Linked DNA regions of Mus musculus: all the other regions are linked to region 3. Evidence: chromatin contacts called from public promoter capture Hi-C data. All regions are on one chromosome and are shown on one strand. The core of a region is the stretch at or near the end of the contact, and the rest is flanking DNA. Distances in the headings are between cores, read along the strand shown. Region 1 holds the start of Cdk19 (cyclin-dependent kinase 19). Region 2 holds the start of Mfsd4b1 (major facilitator superfamily domain containing 4B1). Region 3 holds the start of Afg1l (AFG1 like ATPase).

Region 1 (4,006 bases), core at 951-3,450, 2.1 Mb after region 3:
AATGAAAACTTTGTGTATTCTAGATGACATGTATCACAACGTTAGCACAGTCCCTGGGGATACGGGAAAATCCAGCCCAACAATGGAACCACAGTGTCCAAATGACAGCACTGGATTTGCTTTCCCCAAACAGCCCTGTGAAGAGTCCCACTGGAATATCAATTTAATCAGGAGAGTGGCTATGCCAAAAACAGAGTGCAAGTCAATTACAGTACCCTCCAGCCCCTGGTGTGCACTCGAGGACATGTGGTAATTAAAAGAAACAGCTCAGACAACTGAGTAGCTTGGCCTAGACAGGTCTACCTGCAATAGCGATTAACCATCATCCTTGAGTTCTGGACAGTACCTGTAACTTTCCAGGTACTGAGTATGAGACACTTGGTACGACTGTGCTCTGGCTTTCTTCTTAGAAAAGTAGCTCGAGCACTGCTTACTTTGATGCGGGAGCGCCTCACCAACATTATCAAATCACAGCACTGGGAAGGAGGGGCCCCAAGGAGCACTTTAAATCTGAGGTATGGTGATAATCCGGCTTATCAAAAATGCCCCATCACAATCCTTAAGTCTCCCTTTTGTATAGTCTGACAATCGTTTGAGTCTAAGTTACAGAACCTAAGGGAAAGGAATTCCTTCCAGAAAGGAGCCAAGGTGACAACTGGCTTTAAACTCACCATTCCCAGGCCTGAAGTTTGGTTCCACCGGGCCAGCTCTTACAAGCCAGTCTGACCACCGGCCCGAAGGGGACATTCTCGATGCTTTATCAACTTGTCTTTTACTGATATAACAATCCATAAAGACTTCCCAAGAGATTCCTACAGATCCCCTCAACTAAGGAAACGGCAATCCAGGCTCAAGCCTGTCACTCCGTTTTCTGTTCTTGGTGGTCTAGGTTCTCAATAAACACTACCAAAGCTCACAGCCATTTGACAGAGGCTAAGAACTTGAAGAAATCAAGATTTCTTCCTGAAGAAAAGAGAAATGGACCAGGTTTGGTGGCATACGCCTTTAATGATAGTACCTGATTAGCAGAGGCAGGCGAATCTCTCCGTTCCAGGCCAAGCAGGGCGCACAGATACCCTATCTTAAAGGGGGTTGGGGGGAATTAGATAGCCAAGATATATCTTATACCTAAGATAGCCAAGAGGCAGGAAAGATAAGCAACCAGAGAACACTTAAATCTTGTAATATACAATTTATCTCTCTCCAGGGTCCACCTTCAGAGTGCTGAATTCAGAATATTAAAATGTGGGAATCGGGAGCAGGATCGGGAAGTCCCCAGGTAAACATCAGAGATGAAGTCTGGGTTGGCAAGGAAGTCAGACCCAAGGGGCCAGCCAGGACCCCAAGCGCTGCGCCACCAGACAGGAGGCGCCCCCGCGAGCTTTCAAACCGCCGCCCCGGGAAGGCGCTGCGCCGATTGGAAGTTCCACCACTACCGTCACCAGCACAGGGCCAAACCGGTAACTCTTCAGCCAAGCCCTCCGGAGGGTCCCCGGGGACCAGACCCCTAAACTCCACCTCCAGGCGCGGTCTCCACCCGCCGCCCGCTGTTAATCACGCAGCCGCGACTCCAGGCGGGACCGACGCCCCCGACGGGGCTGCGCCGTACGACTTCGAGGGGCGCGACCGGCCAGCGGGGGGCGGCAGCACCAGTGCCTCCGAGTTAGCCCCGGGACGTCGCTCTGCGACCCACGCCGCCTCGTCCCGGGAGCTCCGACCCACCCAGCCCTCCGGGGCTCCGCAGCGGAGGGGACGGGACGAGCCCACTCCCCGCTCGCGCTCTTACCCATCTTTCCGCCTCGCCTTGTAGACATGCCCGTAGGTGCCGCGTCCCACTTTGCACCCTTCGTACTCAAACAGATCCTCCACCCGCTCCCGCTCCGCCGCCAGCTTCGCCTTGAAATCATAATCCATTGTCTGCTTCCCCCATAGAGAAACCGGGACGCGGGGGCCGCCGCCACTCAGTCCCTCCTCCACCGCCGCCGCTCCACTTCTCCAACAGCCGTCGCTCGGGCGCGCGCGCGCCGCCCGCCGCTCCGCGGTCCGCCTTCAGCAAGGGACTCCTCGGCGGCCGCGGCAGCCACCTCCTCCGCCTCCTCCTCCTCCGCGGCGGCGGCGGCGGCTCCCGCAGGCATCTACAGTCCCGCCTCCTCCCTTCATTTCCTTGTTTTGGAACCTGGTGGGCCGCGCCGCGGCTTTCTCGAACTCATTAAGGAACCAAGCGTCCCGCCCCAAGGTCGCGAGCCATTCTGGGAAATGTAGTTCAAGAGGGCTCGTGAGTTGTGCTACCTCCTCGGGAGCGGGGAATACAGTTCCCAGAGTTCCTGGGGCCTTTTGGGCCACGCCTCCACAAGGCATGTACGCCTGCGCTCTGCCGCCGCCCCACCCCCTCAGCGCGCGACTGCTGTTCCTGTAAACTGTAGCGCAAAGTTGCAGCGGGATTTTTGCGAGCCCGTGGGAGCTGGCGGGAAGGACACCTTTGCTGAGCTAGGAAGTAGATACCCGGCCCTGACTGTCATTAGGCTAGAAAAGCGGGAAGCACCTCACGAGAGCCTTGCTCTAGAGCTCATTCCGGCGCATCCGGAGCTTAGGACTGGGGTTTAGACAGTTGTACTACACATTGTTTGTTTTCTTGGGCAATTGATCCTCTGGTTGCCCCGCCCCTTGCCTCGGCTTATTGGCAGAGACTGAAGAGTGACGTCCGCTTTGGTGCCTGGTTATCTCCGGCTTTGGCTGTTTTCCCGCTCTTGATTGGTAATTGGATGTGCTCGGTTCTTCCTGATAGGTTAATCTTCTTTCTTTACGATGCAAAAACCGTATTTCAAAACCTGAAGATTCAGCGGTTTCCCAGCTCTTGCTAGGGGAACCGTGTAACTTCTACGGCCCACAGCCAATCATCTTTTTCTTGGCGCTCTAGTCGGTTTTATCCTAACATATGCGGGTGCGGTAGCCTAGCTTTAGCCATCTGTCTGAGAACAATTAAAGCGCTTGGAAGATTGCAAAAATGCAGCGTTTTAAAAACAATCGTTTTTGCTGGGTAGTAAAGCGTGTTTTACAGTAATGGCGAGGCTCACCTAGGGGTTTAAGGTATTTATCTTGCTCATGACGTTGATTCGTTATGGTGTCTGAGGCTCAGAACCCATCACCTCAAAGTAGTACTGTAAGAACTTAGAAAGTGCCTTACTAAAAATGTGACCCACTGCATATTGATGGCTTTTAAACCGAAAAGAAATTGAGATCCATTCGACACGCGCGTTTCAGCTCTCTTCCACTACCTAAAATAAAAGGCAGCATTTTATAACAAGATTAAATTTAAAAGGGAAATTTGATAAGGTGTCTGTGTCAAAAAGGCAGCTAAGCTATCCATAGACAACATTATTGCTGGGGAGACCATCTAAACAAAGAATCGACTTGTTATTTCCTCTTTATTTCCTTCCCTCTCCTTCATTTATCTCCAATACCTACTAAAACTTCCAATTCTTGTTCCTCTCTGTATGTCATGAGCTTCAATCATCAGGCCTTTCGATTTCATTGTGTAGGACTCCCGTGCGTACATCTATAATATGAACTGTAAGGCACAAGGCACAGTGATAAAATCGGCAGGATGACTGTTAGGCTAGGTGGGTAGCCGTCATGAAGAAAGCACCATGAGCTTAAATGTAAAGAACGAACAGGGCCTTGAGGAAGTGAGAGAACAGAGACCATAAAGCTGCAGGCAGGACAGCCTGCGCCCCGGTCACAAAATGATACATTAGGAGAAAGCAACCAGTTTGAGTCCTGCAAGATTAAGCTAGAAAGAAGGAATGGATAAGACAAGCAAATAAGGAGGTGTCAAACTGTGAGTCATGCTCGTTGGTTTTATGTTTCACTGTTCTGTAAGTAGTAAGTTCTTCACGAGCTGGAGAGATGGCTCAGTGGTTAAAAGCACCAGCTGAAGGTCCTGAGTTCAAATCCCAGCAACCACATGGTGGCTCACAACCATCCGTAATGAGATCTGACGCCCTCT
Region 2 (4,379 bases), core at 1,193-3,692, 2.5 Mb after region 3:
GAGTGTGACAAAGAAGGAGGAAGATAAGAGAGGGTGGGGGTGAGGCCAAACATCCTGCACTAGTCACGTATGAAACTGTCAGAGAACATATGTAACCATTTTGTTAACAGGTTAAGGAAGCTAGAGTTATTTAATTTTGTGGAGAAAACACCATGCCATCAAGCGGTGGGCTTACCACTGAGGCAGTCATGGAGGTGCCATAGACCCCACAGCAGCTCAGGTGAGGGAAAGCTGGATTTTAAGATTTCAAAGTAAGCCATCACCAGGGATGATGGTTTGAGTGCTGGTATTCAGCCTGTGGAAAATAAAGTCTCGACAGACTTGAATACTGAGTCTTAGACCAAAGCCATGGCTGGAGGAGCTGACAGAATTGTCTGGGAGATCCATAGACAGCTGAGCATGCACAGACCAGAGGTATCAGGGAGTCCCAGCTCAGGGTGGACTGTTGGGAGAGGGACAGTGGAGTGTGAGGGTGAGCTATCTTTAGAATGATTTTTAAAAAAGACAGAAGACTCTGAATTAGAGATTTTTAAAAACCTGAATTTTAAGAGTCTATGTTTATATTTATCTATAAGAGACTGATAACTTTCAATCCTAAATCTGATACTGTGAGTTATAATTCTCAAGTTAGGCTTTATGAGTAAGTTAGAATCAGTTTGTTTTCACTTAAAAATTATTTTATCCTGCTTAGGGCCAGTGTAGAGGAATTTTAATCCAGCAACATGGCTGCTCTGGCCAGAGATCACATTAGCTTAGGAAAGGAAAAGAACAGGTCTGTGTGAATTGCCTGGAGGACACACTTTTAATCCCTCTGACCGGAATACAAACCTGTCTTTAGTGCACACCTTTAATCCCAATCAATGACATCTACTTGAGGGACAGACAAAGTGATGAATCAGAGAAAGAGTTGACAGAATGAGCCAGAGATAGGATGCACCCAACTGACAGGAAAGGAGCATCGAAGAGACTGGGGCTGGGCCAGAGGGAGTGAATCAGCTTAGTCCGTTCAACTCCTGCAGTGCAGTTGAGTTCAGCAGAGTTCATTCATGAGTTCCGTTCCATTTGTGCAGTGCATGCAGGCCAGCAGAGCCAGAAAATAAGGAGCCAGAAGATTAGAACAAATTGCCAAATTGTTAGAGGCCAAGCAGAGCGAATCAGTGGGAAGCTGAGAGAAGCCAGATTGAATCAGTCAGCTTGGAGAGGAGTTTGAGCCAGAAGAGCTGAGTTGAACCAGCCAGCCAGAGTTCAGAAAGAACTGGAAAGGGTGAGTTTATGCAGCAGCAAATCTAAAGCATTCTAGATTAGATTGTATCTAGGCTAAAAGTTTCCAGGCCTAGGGCTAGGGATACATAGAACAGAGAACGGAAATCCGTGGGCTCAGCCCAAGCTGTGTATTCGCACAGCTGTGTATGGCTCTCTTTTCATCCCATCCCATCATGAGGAAATAAATGTTTCTTTTACAGGCCAGTAACATTTTGTCTTTTTGTCGTATTTTTTATTTTCCTGATTTTCTCAGTGACCTGAGTGGTCAGCATGTTCTGGTATGTCAATATCTACTAGATTAAATGACATCACAGATTACAAACTTTTAGCCTTTTTAAAATGCCATTAAACATAATGACTTGTTCTGTAATTAAAATTAAAATTTATCAGATAATAAGCAACCTTTAACAGAAGTCAGGTTTTCTCCAAGTGGATAATTTACAGGAACATGGTTGATTTTGTTTGTTTGTTTTAAACAAAACAAAACATTCTTCCAGCTTTCTTCTTGACCATCTTATGAAAGAATGTTTTTCTCGGTATAAGTGATCAGTAATACAGAGATCAAGGAGGTTTTCAGGTGGAAAGAGCATTTTTCAGATAGATGATAAAGTTACATTGTTGTGTAACTTGAGTATAGCAAACGGAACAAATCCCGACAGCTGTACAGCCTTTCTCAGGCATTGCCAGGCTCTAATCATTTGTGGAAATTTGAACTGCCGTGCTTTTGAAACCACAAATTTGAACCCACACATGTGTCTTGAGCTATTTGGCCGTTGACTAGGCCCGTGATTGCTGACTGATCTTGGGGAACTGTATGTTCTCTCTGTGCTTGGATTCTCTCTGGACACCCGGGCTAAGGTGAGAAAGGAGCGTGGGGAGGATTGATGTGGCTCCAGGAGCCTATTCCGGAGCTTCAGCAGGTATCACTAGCCTGAAAGTTGAATAAAAGACCTGGAAAGCTCAGGTGTGGACGGAGGGTAGGGGTGGGGCGTGTAAAGACGACCTCCCAGCTAGCACTGGCGTGTTCCCTCAAGAGTTAGCAGCACACTTTATAGAAGCAGTAGCTAGGCTGCAGTAGCAGCTCTAACACGCGCTGAGCTCCGTTTCCTAGGCAACCACCATGACTTCCGGTTTGACTCCAGGTTGGCTAGTGGCCTGACTCTGTCACGGGAACCGCCACGATTCTGCAAGATGGAGAGTGAACATAACTCGGTGGCCAGCTGGGGCCAGGGTCGAAGTCCAGCCGCCGGAGGTCTTGAGTCAGGACGGTCCCTGGGGACAGTGCTATCAGGAGGGACCTCGGAGACTGGAGGAGCCTGAGTGCCGAGCCCCAGAGGGTGCACCGGCCCCCAGTAGCTCTCCGCAGCCGCCAAGCTGGAGCTGGACGTGAAGACCGGGAGCGTCGGGCCGGTGGCTGCGGCACAGAGGCTCCACCAGGCGGAGACCCGGGCGGAGAGCGAGCAGGCCACGGTGGCTTCCCGGCGGAGTGGCCGGACCAGGAGCGTGCTGCGCTGGTTCTCCACCGCGGTCATGTATGCCGCCTTCCTGGGGCTGGTGAGAGCCGAGGCTGCACCCCTCCCAGGCTGGGGCGCGAGCCTCCTGCAGGGGACCTGCCCTTCCCAGCTGGACTCTCACATTCGCTGCCTGCATGTTGTGTGACCTTGATCGCTGGGGCTTCAGTTTCATCCGCTTAACACATAGGCACTATTCTAATCACCGAGGGTCACTGTCAAGAGCGCGGGTGATTTTTGCCTAACATGATTTCCCCCTACAATCTATCTTTGTAGGGCTCCTCTTAGTACTAGGGAGACAAAAAAAGAGAATGCCAGGATCTGTAGCCACTGTCCCCTACACCTTAATTATTATACAGAGAAATACTTGGCTGGGGTGGGGGCTCTCTTTCTAGTGGCTTGATTAAATTACACCAACTGCTTGATTTTTACAGATTTTACAGATATAATGGCAAGAGCAAAATGACTTTTTCTTGTTCATACAAATGTTTAAGCGGTTGAGTCAAGCGCAGCCCTTACTCTGGTACAGCCCTCTTCAAACTAACTTCCATTGTATAAGTGATTTTCATGGAGCAAAGTACAAGGCTGTATGCGCTTTTTACAGATCCTGGAGCTACCCCCAATTCAGTGTTTGTGGCAAAGCTCCCCATTCCCTATCACTTCATGGTTGTAGGCCAACAGGGTCGAGAGGGTGAGTCCCCAGAGGAGAATAGCTTACTCTCTTCTAGACTCTGAGCCACACTCATTTCTTAGATTGTACTAATGGGACGGGATAAAGAAATCCCTGCAGATGCTTACTGAGCGCTCGCTCCCTGGGCTGGGTTTTGAGTCTTTGGAAGACGTGAAGTGTTTTCACTCTTCGTGTGTGAGCTACTTATTGCGAACCTGCGCTCACTCTGGTTCGTACCAATGCTGTCTAGGTAAGGTGCACAATTAACTTTGGAGCACAATGGTACAATTAGAATCGGTAGTTCTTGAAATGTAAGTCAATTAGAAGCTTTAGTTAAGGGATTTCTTCTAAGTTCCAATTTATTAGCCTGTAGGTCTTGTTACTCCTATTAAAAAGAAAAAGCTGGAAAAGTTCATTTTTGCTTCTTCTTTATACAAAGTGATGTTGCAGGAACATCTGAGTCAGGACTTAAAGACAGAACAAGAAAGTCAAGTTCAGAAGGAGCAGATTTTGATAGTAGGTCAGTTATCACTGTTGCCCATTTCTGGGCAGTGGCAGCCTAGTGGGCTGAGTGCCTGTCTGCTCAGTCCCTTTCTCCTGAACTTTGTCTTAGTTTGTAGTTTGTTGACGTTAAGGTCAGTTACAGTGTCCTACCCAAGAGTCTCTTTCTATTTGGTCCATTTGTGGAATTGAAAATGTCAATGGCAGGTTATTTTTCATAGTTCTTTAAGCTTTCCTCATGTTTTGTTACATAAGTTTCTATGGGTACAGAAAAACATTCATGACTCTTGAGGTAATACAGTATACCCGGAGTCAGTTACGATAGCCCCTAAGAGGATAGTGCCAAGACACTGAAATGGACCAAGATCAAACAATACACTTCATGCAATAGGTGCTCAATAAACTTAGACTCCCATTGGTCTTGGCTGGTATGA
Region 3 (3,988 bases), core at 1,289-3,788:
TTCCGTAACAACCCCTCAGGTCCTTTAAACAGTACACTTTGTATTTTTACTGAAATTACTCTTTCAGTTTAAAAAAAAAATCCTTATAAGCTAGACGTGATTCCAGGTCTGGGGACACAGCTGTGAGCATACCAAGCACAGGGAGCCTCAGTTCTTGGAAGAGCAGATAATAAACTAATCACCTAGCAACGCACAGTGTTGTGGTCTGAGGCTGAAGTGTCACTGTTTACCTACTGTGCACAGCACCTTCAGTTCAGGCTCTGTAGTGTGTAGACTATACAGTAGGTACCATATGGTGTTGAGTGTTGTGGAGAACATAAAATTGGCAGTGTTGTGTGAAATTATAATTTTATATAAGACGAGAATATAAAATTGGGAGTGCTGTGTGAGACTTATTTATTTATTTCAGTTCTGGGTAGTGGAAGACCTTTTTAAAAAAACCAGCTTGTGAGCAGGAGAGACAGCGGAACAGTTAAGAGCACATGGACTGCTCTGTCAAGAGGACCTGGGTTCAACTCCCAATACACATGCAGAGGCTCGCAACCATCCATCTTCAGTTCCAGGAGATTTGGTGCCTTCTTCCAGTCTCCTTAGGTACTAGGCACACATGTGATACATAGCTATGTATGCTGGCAAAACACTCATAAACCTAAAAAAAATTTAAAAACAGGTTGCTTCAGCCAGGCAGCGAGCGGGGCGGCACACTTTTTCTATCCTAGCACTCAGGAGGCAGAGGTAGGCAGATCTCTTTGAGTTCAAGGCCAGCCTGGTCTATGGAGCTAGAGTTCCAAGACTGGATGTGTACATCAGCAGATACGGTTGTTCTGGTCAGAGCTTGGAGAGGGAAGAAGGGAGGGAGGGAGGGAGGGGGGAGAGAGAGAGAGAGAGAGAGAGAGAGAGAGAGAGAGAGAGAGATCCAAATCCATCTTTGAGATCCTGACTGGAAGCTTGGGTTTAAGTCGTAGGAAAGAGGTACAACAACTCAGCCGTCCAGGTCAGGTGTGACCTGTGCATCACTGGCCCACCATTGCCCAGCTCCAGTGTGTCCTACAAGCTGGTTCTGCACTGTCTGAACCGTGTGACGTCACTTCCGGGAGCCCAGCTTCTCCCTTTTCTGGTTGGCACCAGGCTTCAACCTTTTCCTTGTCCCAGCGTGGGATTCTTGGGAGCAGTTTGATTTCTTAGGGCCATTGTTTCAGTAGTGCAATAGCCAAAGGGAAAGAAGACACAAGTGTCTCTTTAGACTATCTTCAGTCCCATCGGGGTGGGTACATACTTTGACATATTAGCAGAGAAAAGGCTTGAAGTTACTCTGCCATACTACACCTTCCATTTCCTGTTTCTTCAGAATTCCTCTTCTGGTGACCACAATTTGGTTTCCTGGAATTCTTCTTAGTGTTCTCTTTTTTGGTCACACAATTGAAACTTTGTTTCCTCCTTCCTAGGAATGCTAGACTTTCTTGTTTTCCATAATTCCCAGCTAAATGTTCAGGTCTTTTAGATATGATCCACGGTTGAAGGGTTTACTTTTTTGTTGTTGTTGTTGTTGTTTTATTTATTTTTAAGGATGTAACTATGTAGTTGGACTTCTAACCCTGCTGTCTACATTTCCCAAATGCTAGGATTGCTGTTTGTGCTTTTTCTTCCCAGACTGGTGAATCTTGGGCTTCCTGCTAACTAGGCAAACACTCTATCAGCTGAACACCACCCGACAACCCCTGGGAAGGTCTTTGTCTTTTGTTAAAAGTTAATCTTGTATGGACTAGAGAAGTGGCTCAACTGTTTAAATAATGTGTAACTTATGCAGCCGACAAGGGTTTGGTTCGTAGCACCCACGTTGAGTGGCCCACAGCTGCCTTTAATCTCAGCCAGCTCTGGGGGGATCAATGCCCACTTCTGGCCTCCAGAAGAATCGCTTTCAATATAGGACACACACACCTAGACAAAAATATAATCTCCGTACTCCTCCACAACAGTGCTCTCTCCTTGATCCCACTATTGTCTTTAGCTGCAGCGTTCATCTAGCCAAAGGGTCGCCAGCCTCAAATGAGGGCAGTCGCAAATTCAAGTGGTCACACCATCCCATGACTGCCACATCCACCAGCTGTCAGTCTGGGCCCTTTGGCTTTCCTGTCCCACTTATAAGCTTCTTCAAAGCATGAAAACATGTGCTATATAGAAGATAATTTCTATTACTCAACAGCTCAAACAGAAAGTGGCAGAAACACATTTCAGGTACCCTTCAGAGACACGTTGGACACCGAAAGAAAAGTAAATTGAGGCTATATTATAGCAGATTGGACGAGGTATAATATATACCTCTTGGTCACCTTCATATTATGCGGTCTTAGAAGGTTCACGATTATTACTACAAGCTACAATTGGTTTCTCAGGCCTGGAGAACTAGGGTTTCAGTGGGGGCGGGGTGGAGAGTTGGTTCTAGCCGCCTCTCAGCGGGGTGGGGCGCACCCGCGACTGTCAGGACACGCCCCCTCAAGGCGCGAGGCCTCTCGGGACTTGTAGTCCCAAGGCCCACCGGAAGGCGTGAAGGGCAGGCGTTGCAGCCTTTCTAAGCTTGAGGTCATCTCTCTTTAACGCTCTCTCATTTTCAGGCGTGGCCTCCTGGAGCGCCACAGCACCCGGCTGCTCCGTCGCGTCTTCTGGGTTACAATAAAGTTTTCCTCCCTGTACGGAGCTCAAGATGGCGGCCTCCTGGTCGCCCTTGGTTACTCTGCGCTCCGCCGCGCGCAGCCGGCTGACTGGGAGAGGTGTTGGGTGCGGGGCGCGGGTCGTCGCAATCCCTCCTCCGGCCCCTGGCCCTGGGAAACCCCTGTGGAAAGGTCAGTGACCGTGTCACGAGCGGGCCGCGCAAGGCCCTGGGGTCACCCCACTGTCTGATCCCTCCCAGCTGCACCCGTGGCTTCACAAGTTGTAAGGATCCTAGAGACGAGTTCGTGTCTATTGACCTTTTGCATCTCGTTGCCCCAAAGAGCGCTGAGCGCCTCAGGCAGCTGCCCAGAGTAACTTCCATTTGAGGGTCAGAGGCCAACCCAGTTCTTCCCCAGGTAACCCAGGCCTGGAGAGGGCAGGTGTGCAAGAGCCCGGCTTGGAGGGATGGGGGTAAGCAAGATGGGGTTGGTGTGTGGGGAGCCTTTCACCCCAACCCATCTGGGCTCTTAAGGCTGGTGATGGACTTAATGGTCATGTCAGTCAGGGACCCTATGCCCCCTCCCCGCCCATTTTCTCGATGCAGTCTTAAATTCCTAGGGCATCACTTTGTCTGTTTGTCTGTCATTTATCTGTTTTGCCCCTGACCTTCGATTCTTTCGTTCTACTGTCATGTGTCTGTGAATGAGTGGTTAGCCAAATTACAATCACGTGGTCTCACTGTGTGGTACAGGCTGGCCACGAACTTGAGAACCTCCTGCTGCTCTTTCCCAGAAGTGCTAATTTTACCTCTCTTCACTGGACTGGTTTCTCAAAAGACAGCAAACCCTGTGTCCTTATTTCCTTGGCACGTAGGATGGTGATTGGTGTCTGATGAGCAGATATTTTCAAATGAACGACGTTATTCTCATGGTCTTCCTCAGTCACCTTTCCTCATCTCCAAGAGCTTCTTTATATACCTTCAAAATCGGATATAATTTAACAGAGTATATATATGCAAATGCCGATTCTCATCGTCTCAAGATAGGTTTTTTTCCCCCCTCAGTCATTGAAATAAATACCAGACTGTGAGCTTTACATGGCCCACTTAGCAAAGGGCCTTGCTATCAAGCCTGAGTTCAATCCCTAGGACCCATATGGCAGAGGGGAAGTACCAACACCCACCACTTGTCCTCTCTTGCGCGCGCGCACGCGCACACACACACACACACACACACACACAAAATAAGTAAAGTAAAAAATATTCCTTTCTATTTTATAAACAAGAGAAATGCTGAAGTATAAATCTCATTAATTGAGTCTGGATTACAGTTTCTGCCCC

The links. Promoter capture Hi-C pulls out the DNA fragments that hold promoters and counts their contacts. Capture Hi-C pulls out chosen DNA fragments and counts their contacts.
Region 1: a promoter capture Hi-C map of adipose tissue shows a contact between it and region 3, with 3 times the contacts expected there. The contact joins the promoter of Cdk19 here to the promoter of Afg1l in region 3. A contact is called at or near these places in 3 of 39 promoter capture datasets (erythroid cells and liver) and 2 of 9 other capture datasets (adipose tissue and liver).
Region 2: a promoter capture Hi-C map of liver shows a contact between it and region 3, with 3 times the contacts expected there. The contact joins the promoter of Mfsd4b1 here to the promoter of Afg1l in region 3.

What each region holds. Positions count from the first base shown.
Region 1 is chr10:40,347,502-40,351,507 of GRCm38.p6, reverse strand. It overlaps Cdk19 (cyclin-dependent kinase 19), which reads right to left and starts at 2,200. Exons shown (of 13, transcript NM_001168304.1): 1 at 1,787-2,200. The coding sequence starts at 1,914.
Region 2 is chr10:40,023,331-40,027,709 of GRCm38.p6, reverse strand. Mfsd4b1 (major facilitator superfamily domain containing 4B1) reads left to right here and starts at 2,442. Exons shown (of 4, transcript NM_144821.4): 1 at 2,442-2,817. The coding sequence starts at 2,794.
Region 3 is chr10:42,477,115-42,481,102 of GRCm38.p6, reverse strand. It overlaps Afg1l (AFG1 like ATPase), which reads left to right and starts at 2,538. Exons shown (of 13, transcript NM_145743.2): 1 at 2,538-2,840. The coding sequence starts at 2,702.